Linked DNA regions of Mus musculus: regions 1 and 3 are each linked to region 2. A link is a contact called in public Hi-C and HiChIP or PLAC-seq data. All regions are on one chromosome and are shown on one strand. Each heading gives the region's core, a stretch centred on a gene start, on an enhancer-like site or on the middle of the called end of the contact. The rest is flanking DNA. Distances are from core to core; before and after follow the strand shown.

What was found. A called contact is a pair of places that touch in the nucleus more often than the background predicts. HiChIP or PLAC-seq counts read pairs in DNA pulled down with a chosen protein or histone mark.
Region 1: a FOXA1 HiChIP or PLAC-seq map of pancreatic cancer cells shows a contact between it and region 2. The contact joins the enhancer-like site here to the promoter of Ptgfrn in region 2. A contact is called at or near these places in 3 of 39 promoter capture datasets (cranial neural crest, embryonic stem cells and pre-B cells), 2 of 484 Hi-C or Micro-C datasets (cerebral cortex and regulatory T cells), 7 of 115 datasets of contacts at active chromatin or transcription factors (bone marrow-derived macrophages, embryonic forebrain, embryonic limb bud and 4 more) and 2 of 9 other capture datasets (embryonic stem cells and liver).
Region 3: a Hi-C map of uterus shows a contact between it and region 2, with 2.1 times the contacts expected there. The contact joins the enhancer-like site here to the promoter of Ptgfrn in region 2. A contact is called at or near these places in 3 of 39 promoter capture datasets (cranial neural crest, frontonasal cranial neural crest and pre-B cells), 2 of 484 Hi-C or Micro-C datasets (CD8 T cells and uterus), 5 of 115 datasets of contacts at active chromatin or transcription factors (the SCID.adh cell line, embryonic stem cells and stem cell-derived neural progenitor cells) and 1 of 9 other capture datasets (adipose tissue).

The regions. Positions count from the first base shown.
Region 1 is chr3:101,317,295-101,322,104 of GRCm38.p6, forward strand. No RefSeq gene overlaps it. Among named protein-coding and RNA genes, the nearest start is that of Gm32803, 23 kb to the left of the region's middle. Within about 2 kb of position 3,402, at least 17 of the 459 cell types and tissues checked have an H3K27ac peak or open chromatin away from gene starts, as enhancers often do.
Region 2 is chr3:101,107,656-101,112,182 of GRCm38.p6, forward strand. It overlaps Ptgfrn (prostaglandin F2 receptor negative regulator), which reads right to left and starts at 2,511. Exons shown (of 9, transcript NM_011197.3): 1 at 2,437-2,511. The coding sequence starts at 2,485. It overlaps Gm52612, which reads left to right and starts at 1,311. Exons shown (of 1, transcript XM_030252967.1): 1 at 1,311-4,085. The coding sequence starts at 2,255. The coding sequence ends at 2,896.
Region 3 is chr3:101,254,874-101,259,622 of GRCm38.p6, forward strand. No RefSeq gene overlaps it. Among named protein-coding and RNA genes, the nearest start is that of Cd2, 31 kb to the right of the region's middle. Within about 2 kb of position 1,803, at least 6 of the 459 cell types and tissues checked have an H3K27ac peak or open chromatin away from gene starts, as enhancers often do. A contact at or near this core is called in uterus, where this site is marked.

The DNA of each region.
Region 1 (4,810 bases), core at 2,152-4,651, 210 kb after region 2:
CTTCTGCTACATATGCAGCCAGAGACACGATCTCCAGGGGTACTGGTTAGTTCATATTGTTGTTCCGCCTATAGGACTGCAGGCCCTTTCAGCTCCTTAAGTACTTTCTCTAGCTCCTCCATTGGGGGCCCTGTGATCCATCCAATAGCTGACTGTGAGCATCCACTTCTGTGTTTGCCAGGCACTAGCATAGTCTCACAAGAGACAGATATATCTGGGTCCTTTCAGCAAAATCTTGCTGGCATATGCAATGGTGTCAGCGTTTGGAGGCTGATTATGGGATGGATCCCCGGGTGTGGCAGTCTCTAGATGGTCCATCCTTTCGTCTCAGCTCCAAACTTTGTCTCTGTAACTCCTTCCATGGGTGTTTTGTTCCCAATTCTAAGAAGGATGTCTGCCATTTCTTTAGAGTTTGTCTTTTATCGTTCCTTCTCTACCAGGCAGGGTGCCAGGACTAAGCTGTGCGGGATTTGGTATGTGTGTCTGTGCACCACGTGTGAGTCTAGTGTCCTCAGAGGCCAGAGGAGGGTGTCAGATCCCCTGCAACTGGAGTTACAGACAGTTGTGAGTACCCTTGTGGGTGCTGGGAATTTAATCCAGGTCCTTTCGGATAGCAGCCAGTGCTCTTGGCCACTGAGCCAGCTCTCCAGCTCCTAACCATTATTGACTTATAAGATATTATTTTGAGGGATAGAGAGATGTCTCAGTGGCTAAGAGCAGTTGGTGCTCTGGCAGGGGACTCAGGTTCAGATCCCAGTGCCCACATGGTGACAGCCATCTAGAACAACAGTTCTTAGGAATTTAACACCCTCTTCTGGCAGCCACCAGCCCCAGGAACGTATGTGATGTACATACATGCATATGGCGAAACACTCATACACATAGAACAGAATGAACACGTCTTTTTAAAAAGGTTTCGTGTTTTAATTATGTGTATATGTGGATGTCTGCAACTATGTGTATACGTGGACATCTGCATGTGTGCTTGTACCTGGGTGTAGTACTGACAGGGGCCAGAAGAGGGTGCCAGATCCCCTGGAGCTGGAGGTATGGGCAGTGGTAAACTGTCCCACGTGGGTTCTGGGAACAGAATTTGCATCTCCAAAGTACTAAGTTCTCTTAACCACTGAGCTGTCTCTCTAGCCCTGGAACTGACTGCTATTTGATACCATAGACAACACAGAGGCAGGAGCTGCCCTGGCCTTCCAGGTTCTGGACAGATGAGATTTAGGACAGTAACAGCCAGAGTATTGTTAGAACTTCTGTGTAACCCAGAAAACCCAGTTCCTCTGAAGCTCAGGGCTGGGCATAAAAATTCACCTAAGGAGCCAGTGGAAGCTAGCCAAAAGAGACAACACTTGGCAGAAGAACCCAGAAGAGGTAGGTCTTCCTGGCAGAAGGAAGGGCAGGTGACATGCTGCAGCCTGGTGGGTGGGAAGAACCCAGGCAGTCATCCACAGTGTGAACTCAGGGCAGGAGGGAGTGGCAGAGAGGGCAGAAAGACCTGTGGGGCCTGGGTCATGAACAGACTTGCTTGTTACCCGAACGCCATCCTGAAAGCAGTGGGAACTGAACAAGAGTGGTCCAAGCCAGCCAACTCAGAACATGTGTGCACTTTACAGGGCTCCTTCTGACAGCAGCTTGTAAACTGACCTGGCTTGGAGGTGAGATTAGAGGCCAGGTGAGGCAGGTACATCAACATGCCTGCGGGTGGTTCTGATCCCAAGCCAAACTGCTGCAAGACAGCTCATGCCACACGGGCTAATGCCAGCCATGCGGAGCCTGCACCTTTTACCATTTTCTTCCTTTCTGCATCAGGTAAGGCCTGGGTGTTGTCTGGGTCTGGTTTTCTACACGGTGAGCCCCAGAAGACAGGAACCTGAAGCATCAAATCTTTAGACTGACGGAGCCCTGTGTCCTACCTTCTCTCACCATGCAGAGAGATGTTGCAGTTCTGATGAGCTGTGGCAATACACTGGTCCTTGAGTATGCCTGGAATGGTAAGGTCCAACTGAAACCAATGCAGTTTGGTTCTCCAAACACCAGGTCTCACTCTGTAACATAAGCACTGAGGGGTGGCAGGGTTGTGGACAGTTGGACTGGTTTTAGATGATTGGGGCTGACATTACCTAGTCAGAATGGCTGAGATGCTAGCAGCGGGGTTGTATCTACCTGCCTGAGGGCATCAGTAGATTCCCAGGGTTCTTGTTTTGCTGAACACACTTAGAAGCCCACACTTGTCAGTGTCTATACTCTGAATATATGCTGCCAACAGCAGAACTCAAAAGGCTCATTTCTATCACATCCCTACCTGCGGAACAGTAGCCAGCTGAGGATGAGAAGGAGGCCTCTCAGGATGGGCAAAAATCCTGAGCTGAGCCAGGAGTGAACCTAGGCTTCCAGCACTGAGTCATGAAAGCTGGGAAAGGACTGAGATAGCCCTTCTTCCCAAACCATGCTGAGTCATGAAAGCTGGGAAAGGACTGAGATAGCCCTTCTTCCCAAACCATGCACGCTATGAGAGGCGATTTGCATCCCAGGGGCTAGAGAAGGCCACAGGGAGATCTGTAGTGTAGTGAGAAGGTAGTGTAGTGAGAAGGGCAAACAGGCAGGTGTGAGTGAGGCTGGAAGCCAGGACCAGTGTCATTAGATTTCTCAGGGATGTCCAAGAGCTGGACTCCCTATTGGTGGCAATAGCCACCCAAATGCCAGCCACTCGTTATGAAACCAGTTTATTTCTGCCCCTGATATATATTGGCATCAATGACTCTGTTCCACATATTTTCTCATCCCAGCATCCAGGTTGAAGAGGATATCGCATCCAGGACTTGGCCTCTCGTGGTACCTCTTAAAGCCATTGGTTACCAGGTGAAACAGGCGACCTCCACGCATGCTCCGTTAGCCAAGGCAATTCCTTGGCTAAGCCTGGGTGAGGGGTGAATAGAAACACCCCTCTTCTGGCTACTAAATAGCCAGAGATGGAGAGAGCAGGCCTGTGCCCTTCTTTGAAGCAAGAACACTGTCAGAATCCCTGAAGTATGATCATCTTCTCAAAAACAAACAAAAAAAAAGAAGTTAATTTACTCTAGTATTAGGAATTCTCACTGGCTCCTACTGATCACGGCGTCCTTTTATATAAAGCCCCCTTTAAACAATCCATCCATATGCCCTAGGATTTATGAAGTGGCTGCTCTGAATTTTTGAGAACCCCTGTCCATCTCTCTTCTGCACTCAGAATCTTTTCTTGGGTCTGGCGTGGGTCAGCTCGGCTTGCCATGCTCCCTCGAAGATGATGCAACTCTGTACTCACCTGGCCAAAATCTCTCAACACTCAATAAACGTGACACCCTCTCTGATAAGAGGCTCCTTCCAAACCGTTAGCTGTTTCTTCACAGAAGGTGCTGGGACCTACTGTTTCCTTTGGGAACCACACAGGTAGAAAGCTGGAGAAACTGCCATTTGTACCTGCATCAGGTGGTACTGCACATGTGTGATCCCAGCATCCCAGACACTAGGGCAGAAGAGCCGTGAACTCAAGGACAGCCTGGCCTACACAGGGAGACCCTGTGCCAAAGAAAAGGAGGCAAGGGAGGAGGAGGGGAAGAGGAGAAACCTCAACTGCATCCCTTTTGCTCACAAAGAAGGCAGCGACTGGAATCCAATCTGGGTGGTTCCCCAGCATCCTGTATCATGGATCTTGTTGTTATGAACAAAAATATACACAGAGCACGCTGTTCGGGACACAGGAAGTCATCTTTAGTCTAGATGGTGATTTTAGGTTTGGATAATGAGTGTTCGGTTTCAGCAGTGTGTGTTTTTGTAAATGGTCAAACGAGCTGAGTCTCTTGCATTCCAAGAACACCGCCTATGTTTCTTAATTCCGTAGGAATGTAGTGAATTACAGTATTTGGTTATTCTTGCAGAGTTGAGTGTTTTCACCAAGCAATTGTTTGTGAGAGCTGAGCCCAGAGGACTATGGAAAGACAAGCAAGCTGCGTGTTCTCTTCTCCCTGGAAGAGATGGGGAAAGTGAACCAAGGGGTATTGGGAGCAGCCTAGACGAGGGGTCTCGGTCCTTCGCATGCATTAGTGGAGAGCAATGACTCTGCGAGCAGAATAGGAAGTTTGGGCGGGGGGGGGGGGGGGGGGGGGCTCAGATCTCCTTGCTCCCTCTGGGTCTTACAGGGGTAAGGCTGGGATTCCAGACAGTATGGTCCTGCCTCGGAGGGCACTGGCAGTAGGGGCAGTGGGGCTCAGGTCAGCTGGTGGCTGGATGGGAGCCCAGGAGGGAGACAGCATGGCTTGAATATGGAACAAAAGCACCTAGGGAACAGGATAACATAAAAGTCATGTGTCCAAAGACAGGGTCCCACCCAGCCGAGTGGGAATTGTCCCTACTGGAAAATTGGTGTGACTTTTTCTTTGTACAAAGATACCCCCAACTAACTGACCCCTCTGCCCATGGGACATGGCCACCGAGCAGGATACCCTAATGCACTGAGTCTGTCAGGGGCACTGAAAGGGCATGATCTGTCCTCACAGCCCAAGGAAGCTGCCTCACATCATGACGGCATCTCCTACCTGGAAAGCCACAGACCTGCCCTAGGAGATGGGAAGCATTTGTAATAGATCCAGAGGCCCCTGAATTGGAGACTAGGGATCCTGAAAGTTCTTCTGGTTTTCTTGGTTGACATTAGTTTTTCTTAGTTATCCTGCCTTCTTCTCTACCCCTGCCCCCGCCCCTCCTTTCTTGCTTGCTAGATGGTACTGATTGCTGTGTAGCCCAACCTGGCCTCAGACTTAAAAATTTC
Region 2 (4,527 bases), core at 1,261-3,760:
AAGGAAAAGTGAGCCTCAGAGGCAGAGGGACTTAGACAGGGAAGAGAGGGGGCAGGCAGGCTAGAAGGCGCAACAGATTCCGTGAAGAGTAGCAAACAGGTGCTTAGAATGAAATCTCTAAAGCAGAAAGAGGAGAAAGCAAACACAAGAAAAGTCACAAGAGCTCAATGCACACTGGTGCGAACCCCGAAATCATCCATTAGGAAAATGGTGACCTTAGAGGAGAGCAGGAGAAAACCGGTCAGGGAGGAGTCAGAAGTTGTCTTCGTGAGGAGCCTCCAAGGCCTTGGCTACAACAGGGGAAACACAGTATGGGGGAGTGGGGTGTGGGGCTCGCTCAGAAGGATGGACACAGTCTGAACTTGTGCTTGGGAAAGCTACAAAACAAAGGGCTGGGGTTCAGGCGAAGCCCACAGAGGGGTTACCATACAAGTAGCAGTGACTTCACGATTCCATTCCGGCAGCAAGACCCAAGGGAAGACCATCTTGCCTATCAACACACTCCACTTCCAGGCTCAATGGATGTGGAAAATGATGCTACACTGGGAAGCTGCTTCAGAGGTCAGGCTGAAGCTGCACCTAGTGAGGTACCCAGGGGCAGAGTTTGTAGATGGCACATCAATGGTTCAGAGAATTGCTAGGTGAATCTGCACAGGGCAGTCACAGTCACATCCAAAAGTCTTTAAGTCTCATCAAGGTTGGATGCACGGGTATACCACCATGATTCATTCCCCAAGCTGTGCTTTCCCGACCCTGGGCTGCTGGCTGTGGTTTGTTTATTCACTTGGTCTGAGGGATGGAATCCAAAACCTGGCAAAGATAAACAAGCACAGAGCTACAACCCTAGGCCCCCAAGGGCATCCTTTTTAAACTTCTACCTCACGCTACCCTCTCAACTGGTACATCCACAGACTACACACTGACCACTCTAGGGAGAGTCAGTCACATAAACCACAAAGTGAGTAGCAGATGGGAGTGGTGCCCCAGGAATCTGTGCAACCATAGGCCATGGCCCTGCCTGACCCAGACGTATAAGCCAATTAAATGGTGGCGACTGTCCCCAGCAATATGCAACAAATACACAACTTGCAAAGACTGATGCCTGGCAGATCAGAAACCACAGAAGACTATTGGATGTTTTCTGTACATGGGTTGTGGCTGGAGAATTATGTCTAGGGGAGTTCTTAGAGGGAGTCATTTCCAGAAAACCCCTCGGAGGTGAAGTATCACAGTAGCAGCCAGAAAGGCTAGTTCACAGGCAGCCAGGACTCATGGGGAGCTGGGACAGTAAAGTCCTAATGCCAGCAGAAGGGGAGTGGTGGCAGGAGGTCCCCACGGGGATCCTCACACCATCAGAAGTGCAGTCATTTAGCCCCTGTGCAGCTGAGGCCAGGCTGGGATAGGCAACACACACCACGTGCTCTGGGAAAGCTTGAGATACATCGTCTGCAGGGGCTTGGAAGGGAACCCAGGGCTGGGTCTGGAATTCTGCTTGTCCTAGATGCCACTGGTCACAGGGAACCACGCATATAACCACACTTGGGGATCTGCCTTCCTGAACCAAGGCAGGCATTAAATAAATACATCAAGTGGCTGGTTAAGATCACCCTGTGTATCTATGTGAAGATGGTGTCTGTGTAAGGAGTGAATGGAAAATGGAGGGGGGGGGAGCCCAGGAAAGATTCCTTAGGTGGGTGAGGGGATACTGGGCCAAACCACTGAGAGACACCAAGGGTTTCCAGAGGGTAAAGGAGAAGGGGGCAGTAACGAGGGAAGTAACAGGTAGAAAAGTTGGAAAAGCTGGGCTCTCGGGTCTTTGTGTATAAATCCGAGCCTAGCTAGCTTCAGGAGACGCTGGAAGGCAACACTGAGGCAGATTTGGCTAGATGGCAGGGATGGTACAAGACTGTCACAGTAACGCTGGGCTACCCAGTGACCTTCGTGGAAGGAAGTTGGATTCTCTTGCTTCCCTGGAAAAGCAACTCAGCATGGGCTAGCGAATGAAGAGCGATCCCGACCGGCCTCGGCTATGGCGGGACACAGCAAAGGCTCACATTTCCGCCCAGCCGGGTACGCGGGCCGGGGCCGCCCGCACCTTCCGGGGCCGGGAGTTCAAGGTGAGCCCGGCTCACGGTGGCCAACAGGTAGAGAGCGCTGTGGGAGAACCGGCCACGAGCCACTCCCCCGGCACACGTGAGGACCCGGCTCGGTCAGGCCGGGCGGCTCCGGCTACTGGGAGCGCGGGCCCAGGAGGATGTGCACCGGGCTCAGATCGGCCCCACATCGCTCCCCGCCCGGCCGGCGGCCCGGCGCTCCGGATCCCGGTCTCCCGGGAGCCGCCCCGGGCGCCCCGGGTGCCCCAGGCCCCGAGCGGCAGCCGCGCCCCCCCGGGACCCAGCGCCCCACCGCGCCCCGCCGCGCCCCACGCGCACTCACCCAGCGACAGGAGCGCCAGCAGCAGCGGCCTCGGCGCCGGGCGCCCCATGCTCGGCCGGCGGGAGCGACTCTCCGCCTCCTCCTCCTTCCCCGCCGCCGCTCCTCCTCCTCCTCCTCCAGCTCCGGCTGCTCCAGAGTCGGCTGCTCCGCCGGGCCGCGCGCCTGCTCCGCTCTCCCCGCTGGCCGAGCGAGCCCAGCGCCGGCGCGGACGTGCGCACCTGGCTCGTCGCGGCCCTCCTCCTCCTCCTCTCCCGCCCTCCGCCAGCCGCCGGGCCCCGGAGCCGGCCTCGCCGATCCCAGGGCGCAGCAACCCGGACCGCCTCCCGAAAGCAAAAGGGAAGAGCCGTGGCGTCCGCCCGCCCGCGCCTCCCACCCGGCGCTTTGCCAGCAACAAACACAAACTTTCCCAAGCCCCTCCCCGCTCCAGGTAACGGAGGAGGCGCTGGGGCCACCCGCTTAAAGGGGAGGAGACGCCCGAGCCCACTCAGCCTTCCCCTCGGGCCCCCAGCCCTCGAAAAACTTTCCTCCGACCTTTAAAAGTTGGCCTGGAAGACTTGTCTGGAAACCTCATCTTTTGGGCCCTATCCCGGGACGCCCGGCATTCCTTCGCGGTGGAATCCCCACGAGTGTCTCGCAGCCAGCAACCCACACGTACACCCTCTGGTCTCCAGCTAAGCATGCCACCAGCCACCTGCTTAGCCCTTGCTAAAAATAATTACACAGATAGGAATGAAAGAGCTTCAAAGGCAGTGAATTCCCACCCCCTCATGGTCCAGAGGCCTGATGTGCTTGGGAGAGTTGGCAAGGGACTCTCAGCCAAGCATCAAATTCAACAAGGCTCTCTAACCCACCACCCTGTAGTTGGGTGGGCCTGCCTCCTTCCTGGCCCACCTCCCTCCTCTCCAGGGTCCCTGTGGTACTAATTAGAACAACTTCCAACTAAGGTACCCATAAAAGAAAAGAAAAAAAAGAAAAGAAAAGAAAAGAAAACCCACACCATCTATTATTAGCCGTAGTGCTTCAAATGGTATGTCTGCCGCCTGAGACTATATTCATTGCTTTAAGTGGACACAACTGGGTTTCCATTAAAGACTCTTTTTCCTCCCACAATAGAGTTTTGTGCTTTGGATTTGAATACAAAAGACTCCACAGCTCTGGGGGGAAAATCAGCGTTCCTTGTTTAAAACGTCCCAAGGATGAATCAGACATTCAGAAAGGCTCACTGGTATCCAGTGACCCCCTCCGTCGCCCGGGCCTTTCATTAATATATGTAAAACAAATCACAGATGTTCCTGGGGAAACTGCCTTCTCTGGTGCAGAACATTAAGCTTGTTCTGATTTCCACAAGCGTTTCTCGTTTCTGCCAACTGACATGCGACTGACTGGCCAGGTGTGAACCCTTCCGAAAGAGACTCCTAAAATTGTATTCCCAGCCAGGCGTGGTGACCTCCACTGCACTCTGTAGGTAGAGGCAGGATGGGCTCAAGGTCATCCGTCCCTGGCTTCAAACAGAGATCAAGGCCGGCTTGGGCTACAGGAGACCCTGTTTCAAAAGACCAAAATAAACAAATTCCTGGTGGTTCAACAATGGAGGTTTACTTACTGTCACAAAGTGGTAACAATTAAACAGAGATAAAATGGTATGGTAACTTTGGTGTTGAGTATATTTCCCCCTCAATATTTTTTTTCTTTTAATTTCTGTCTTGCCACCAAGCCTTTCCCAGAGTTTCCCCCACCCCTATCCATGTTCCTGTTGTTCTTTTTCCCAGAATTTCTGTAGGAAGGTCAATTTTCTTTTGTTTCTTTCCATTCTATCAAGCCTGAATATGAGCCTCATGTTAAGTTTTGAAATATGCTGGAACTACGGGAAAACGTAAGGCCTGGCTCTTCCAGCAGCTCAGCCTTCAGCTCATCAATCTTTCCGGGTTCTGACCACCCAGAATGCTTAACGTCTGGCCTGCACATTTTGGCACTTGATCACAGTCAGCTCAGCACACTATGTATACTGCTTCCACCTCTGCCTAATAACTGGAGGATCTAAGAGGCGGACACATTGTCAACTTGCATCCCCTCCTCACTGGAGAGGAGTTC
Region 3 (4,749 bases), core at 553-3,052, 150 kb after region 2:
TGTGTGGGGACTTTGAGACCCTCATCCTAGCTGCTTGGAAGCCAGTCTTCTGTTGGCAGCTTCAGATGAAGATGTAGAATTCTCCGCTCCTCCTGCACCATGCCTGCCTAGATGCTGCCATGTTCCTGCCTTGATGATAATGGACTGAACCTCTGAACTTGTAAGCCAGTCTCAATTAAATATTGTCCTTATAAGAGTTGCCTTGGTCATGGTAACTGTTCACAGTAAAATCCTAACTAAGACACACACACACACACAGAGAGAGAGAGAGAGAGAGAGAGAGAGAGAGAGAGAAAGAGAACTTTCATCAACATCATTATCTTGGTTATTGAGACCAGATCTCTGGTAGCCCAGGTTGGCCTTGAACTCATGATTCCCCTGCCTTAGTGCTGGGCTTATAGGCATGTATTGACACACTTGGCTCCATACTCACTTTTTAAAAATCTGTGTATATGCCTTTTACCTACATGTATGTATGTGCACCTCATGAATCACAGATGCCAGGAGAGGATGTCAGATCCCTTGGAACTGAAATTCCAGATGGTTGAGCTGCCATGTGGGTGCTGTGAACTCAACCCAGGTCCTCTGCAACAGTAGCAAGCACTCTGAACCACTGAGTTGTCTCTCTGGCCCCTCAAAACTCACTTTAATAGCAACTTGTCCCCACGGCAGCATTAGTAGCCCATCCATGAGTGCACCTAACCTGTTTCTTTTTAAACATGTTTACATGTATTTATTGATTGAGAAGGCAAAGAGTGCACTTGTGGGAGTCAGTTCCCTCCTCCCACTATGTGGACCCTAGGAATAGAACGGTCATTTTCAGGCTTGGCAGCAAGAGCCTCTACCCTCTGCGCCATGCCACTGGCCCATCTAATGGCCGCGCACAGGTCCCGCTCCTCCACTCTGTTGCACTCAGAACTGCCTGCGATATACAAGCTTTGGGGGCGCACATTAAAAACCCAGTGATCCAACAGAAGCCTCTTGATGCCCCCCTTCCACATCTCCACTCTCCAGAGAAGGCTGCCTGCCCTCAATTCCTCACAGATTCTTTGGGCAGTTTACGTCATTTCTCTATAAAACATAATTATGTAGTTGCTTCCTGATTGCTTTTTTTCTTTCATTTCAGTCATTAATGCTAGCCTTTTCATCCTAATCCTCCCAGGAAAGCAATGCTATCATTTCGGATAGATTAATATTCAGTGTTTATGTTATTACCAATCACGAGAATGCCAGGCCCTGCTTAGTGATCTGATACGCAATGATTTGCTTTGTTGAGCGAGTTATTATTTTCTCTGCCGTTAATTACTGTCTTTGGTTTGTTGAGTCATGTCCTCTGTATTTGCTATTTTTCCCCCCAAACTCTGTCTCAGATGTGTTTAACTGTGTCGGGGTAGTTAAACTGTCTCCTCTGCACTGACTCTCGCCTGGCTGTCTGCTAAGCGTGCTGGATACCGTCCTGGGTCTTCCTTGCTTTATGATCTCATTTTGGCAAAGCACACTGGTCTAGCTGCTTGCTTGTTAAGGCAGAAGTTAGAGGGAGATCCTTTCAAGGAGATGCCCACATTTGAAAATGCCTTTATCCCTGCCTAGCACCTTTATTCCAGCTTAATACCTAGTTGGTAGGTTAGGGTAGGGGGCAGAAAGGCATTAGAACTTTAAAGTGTTAGTCTGTTGTCTTTTAGTTTCGGCACAGCTGTTAAGAACTTTGTTCTGTTTCCTTATGAGTTTGCTGTTGTTGTTTGTTTTGAGACACGTGGTGGTGGGTCCCTGTGTAGTGGAGGCTGACCTCAAGCTGTCTATGAGGACAATCTAGAATTCCCGTTCCTCTGCTTCGCCTCACAAGTGCCGGAACTGCAGGGGTCTGCCCCCATGTCTGGCTTCTACTTCCTGATTTTTTGTTTAATTAATCAGTTGTACATGAATAGAACCCAAGGCCAGACGCGTTGTGAGTGCTCTGGCCCCAGCCGGCTCATCAGCCTTTGCGTTTCTTCCTTGTATTCTCTTCCTCCTTTCCCCTCTCCCTCCCTATGTCCACTCCCTGATTGCTTTTGTCTCTGTGTTCTGAAATTTTACAGTTCCATTCCTTGGTCTGAATGAATTCTCTTTCATGGTGCTCTGTCCTTAGTAAACACTTAAAAGAAAGGAGGCTTTCAGAATCAGATCACGTTCAGATTTATAGCAAAATGAGAGAACTACAGGGGTCCCACACAGCCCTGTCCTTTCTTGCTTTGTTGCTGTGTGATAAACACCAGCGACAAAATCAACTCGAGGAGGGCAGGGTCTGTTTCATCTGACATCCCACACTGCAGTCTAACATTCAGAGAAGTCAGGGGAGGCACTTGGGCTGTAGCAGAGCCATAAACCATGGAAGGATGCTGCTCAACCGCAGAGCCACAAACCATGGAGGGATGCTGCTCAACCACAGAGGCACAAACCATGGAGGGATGCTGCTCAACCGACTTGCTCCCCCTGGCTTTCTCTCTTGCTTTCTTATATAACTCAGGAGCACCTGCCTAGGGGTGGCACTGCTCAAAGTGGGCTGGGCCCTCCCACATTGATCACTAATCAAGAAAACACCTCACAGACCTCCCTACAGGTCAATCTGACAGAGGTAATTCCTAAAAGGAGGTTCCCTCTTCCTAGCTGTCTCTAGCTGTGGAGTGTTGAAATATATGTCCCACGTGGTCATAGCCTATCTCATTCAGAGTGGCGCATGGAAGGTGATTACACCAGTGCTTTGTCTCCTGAGCCCTTAGCACACACACATCAGGACCCACCCGCTGTTGTCCACTCTGAGTTTAAACAGGATGTATAAGGACACACATCCAGTGCATCACACAGAATGTTCCCTATGCCCCGCAGAACCTCTCTGTACCCCCACCAGCATTTCCACCTAAACCCAGACAAGCATAGGTCTTTTAGCTCTCCACCATTTTGCCTTTTCTGGAATGTCACATAATAGATTGACTTCATTCCCTCTGTAATATCTGTCTCTTCCATCTCATTTCATAGTTTAATAGTGAATTTCTTTATCCCTGAGTAATAGCCCATTGTTTGGGTTGGGCATGCTATTGGAAGGCAGAGGCAGGCAGACTCCTGAGAGTTTGAGGCTAGCCTGGTCTATGTAGTAAGTTTCAGGACAGCCAAGACTGTGTAGAGATAACCTCTCTCAAAACCAAAAATCCATTGCTTCCCGATTTGAACAGTTGGGAACAAAAGTGCTTTAAATATCTGTATGTGGGATTTGTGTGAACATGTTTTCAACTCCTTTGGGTAAAGACCACGAAGTGTAGTTGGGGACTGTATAGTAGAAAGTCTGTAGAGTTTTACAAGAACCTTCAAATCCGGCTACATTATCCCACATTCCTAACTCCAATGGCTGAGAGTTCTTGCTGTGTCACCTCCCGACCAGCATCCAGTGCTGTGGGTGTCCTGCATGCTGACTGTTCTAACAGGTATGCATTTTTACTTCATTTCTGTTTGAATTTTCATAGGATGAGGAGTGACATAGGATGAGGAGTGTCTTGCTTACTTGACATCTGTAAACATTCATGAAGTATCTACTAAGGTCTTTGGCTCAATTTGAATATGGTTGTCTGTGTTTTACTGTGGAGTGTTTTCTTTAAAGAAAGAATTTATTTAACTTGTGTGTGTGTGTGTGTGTGTGTGTGTGTGTGTGTGTGTGTGTGTGTGATGAGAGTATGTACCTATACCATGTACATTCAGGTGCCTGGGAAGTGCAGAAGAAGGGATTAGATAGCCTAGAACTGGAGTTTAAGGTAGTTGTAGATGCTGAGAACGAAACCAGATCCTCTGCAAGAACAGTGAATGCTCTTAACCACTGGGCCATTTTTCCAACCCCTATGGTGGAAGTTTAAGAGTTCTTTGTGCATTAGGGATAACTGGGATGACAGGTATCATTCAAATATATTCTCCCAACCCAAGGTTGTCCTCTTCAGCTCTTGCCTGTCCTTTGCAGGACAGAAAAAAAAAAAAACTTTATTCTGAAGGAGTTCAAACTATCAACTTTTTTCTATAACTTTATCTTTCAGACCAATTCAGAAAATTATCTAAAAGACAATTTTCAAATCTAAGGTCATCTAGATTTTCTGCTGGTGTCAGTTGTCAAGCTTGCAGAATCCAGAATCCCCTGAGAGATGAGTTTCTGATGCCTATGAGGGATTACCTTGGTTAAGGCGAGGTGACAAACCCACCCTCTGTGGGTGGTGCTCTTCCCTGGCTGGGATCCTGGCTTATGGGGATGGAGGAAGGAAGCTGAACAGCTCCCAGCCATTGCTCTCCGCTAACTGTGCAAACTCCTGCTGTCTTTACCTCCCACTACAGTGCATCCTTGAATTGTGAGACAGAAGAAACTGTGTCTCCCTTAGGATGCTTTGCCAGAGGATTATACACAGCAACCTCAGAAAGACAGCTGAGGTGGCTGTGTTCTTGGACTATTATAGCTTTACATTTGAAACTCAGGTTTGTGACCCATTTGAATTGATTTTGTGGAGTGCTTAAGATCTTCATCTAGGTTTGACTCCATGTGTATATCTAGTTGTTTAGGTGATCATTTGTATTAAAGTAATAGCTCCAATTGGATTGCATTTGTCTCGTTATCAGAGGTTAAAGAATTGATTTATGCAGTCACTCTCAGGCTCTCTATTCTGTTCTATTTATCTATTTGTCTATTCTTTCATCAATATCACACTGCCTTGACACCTATAACTTTATAGTATGTTTTAAAAT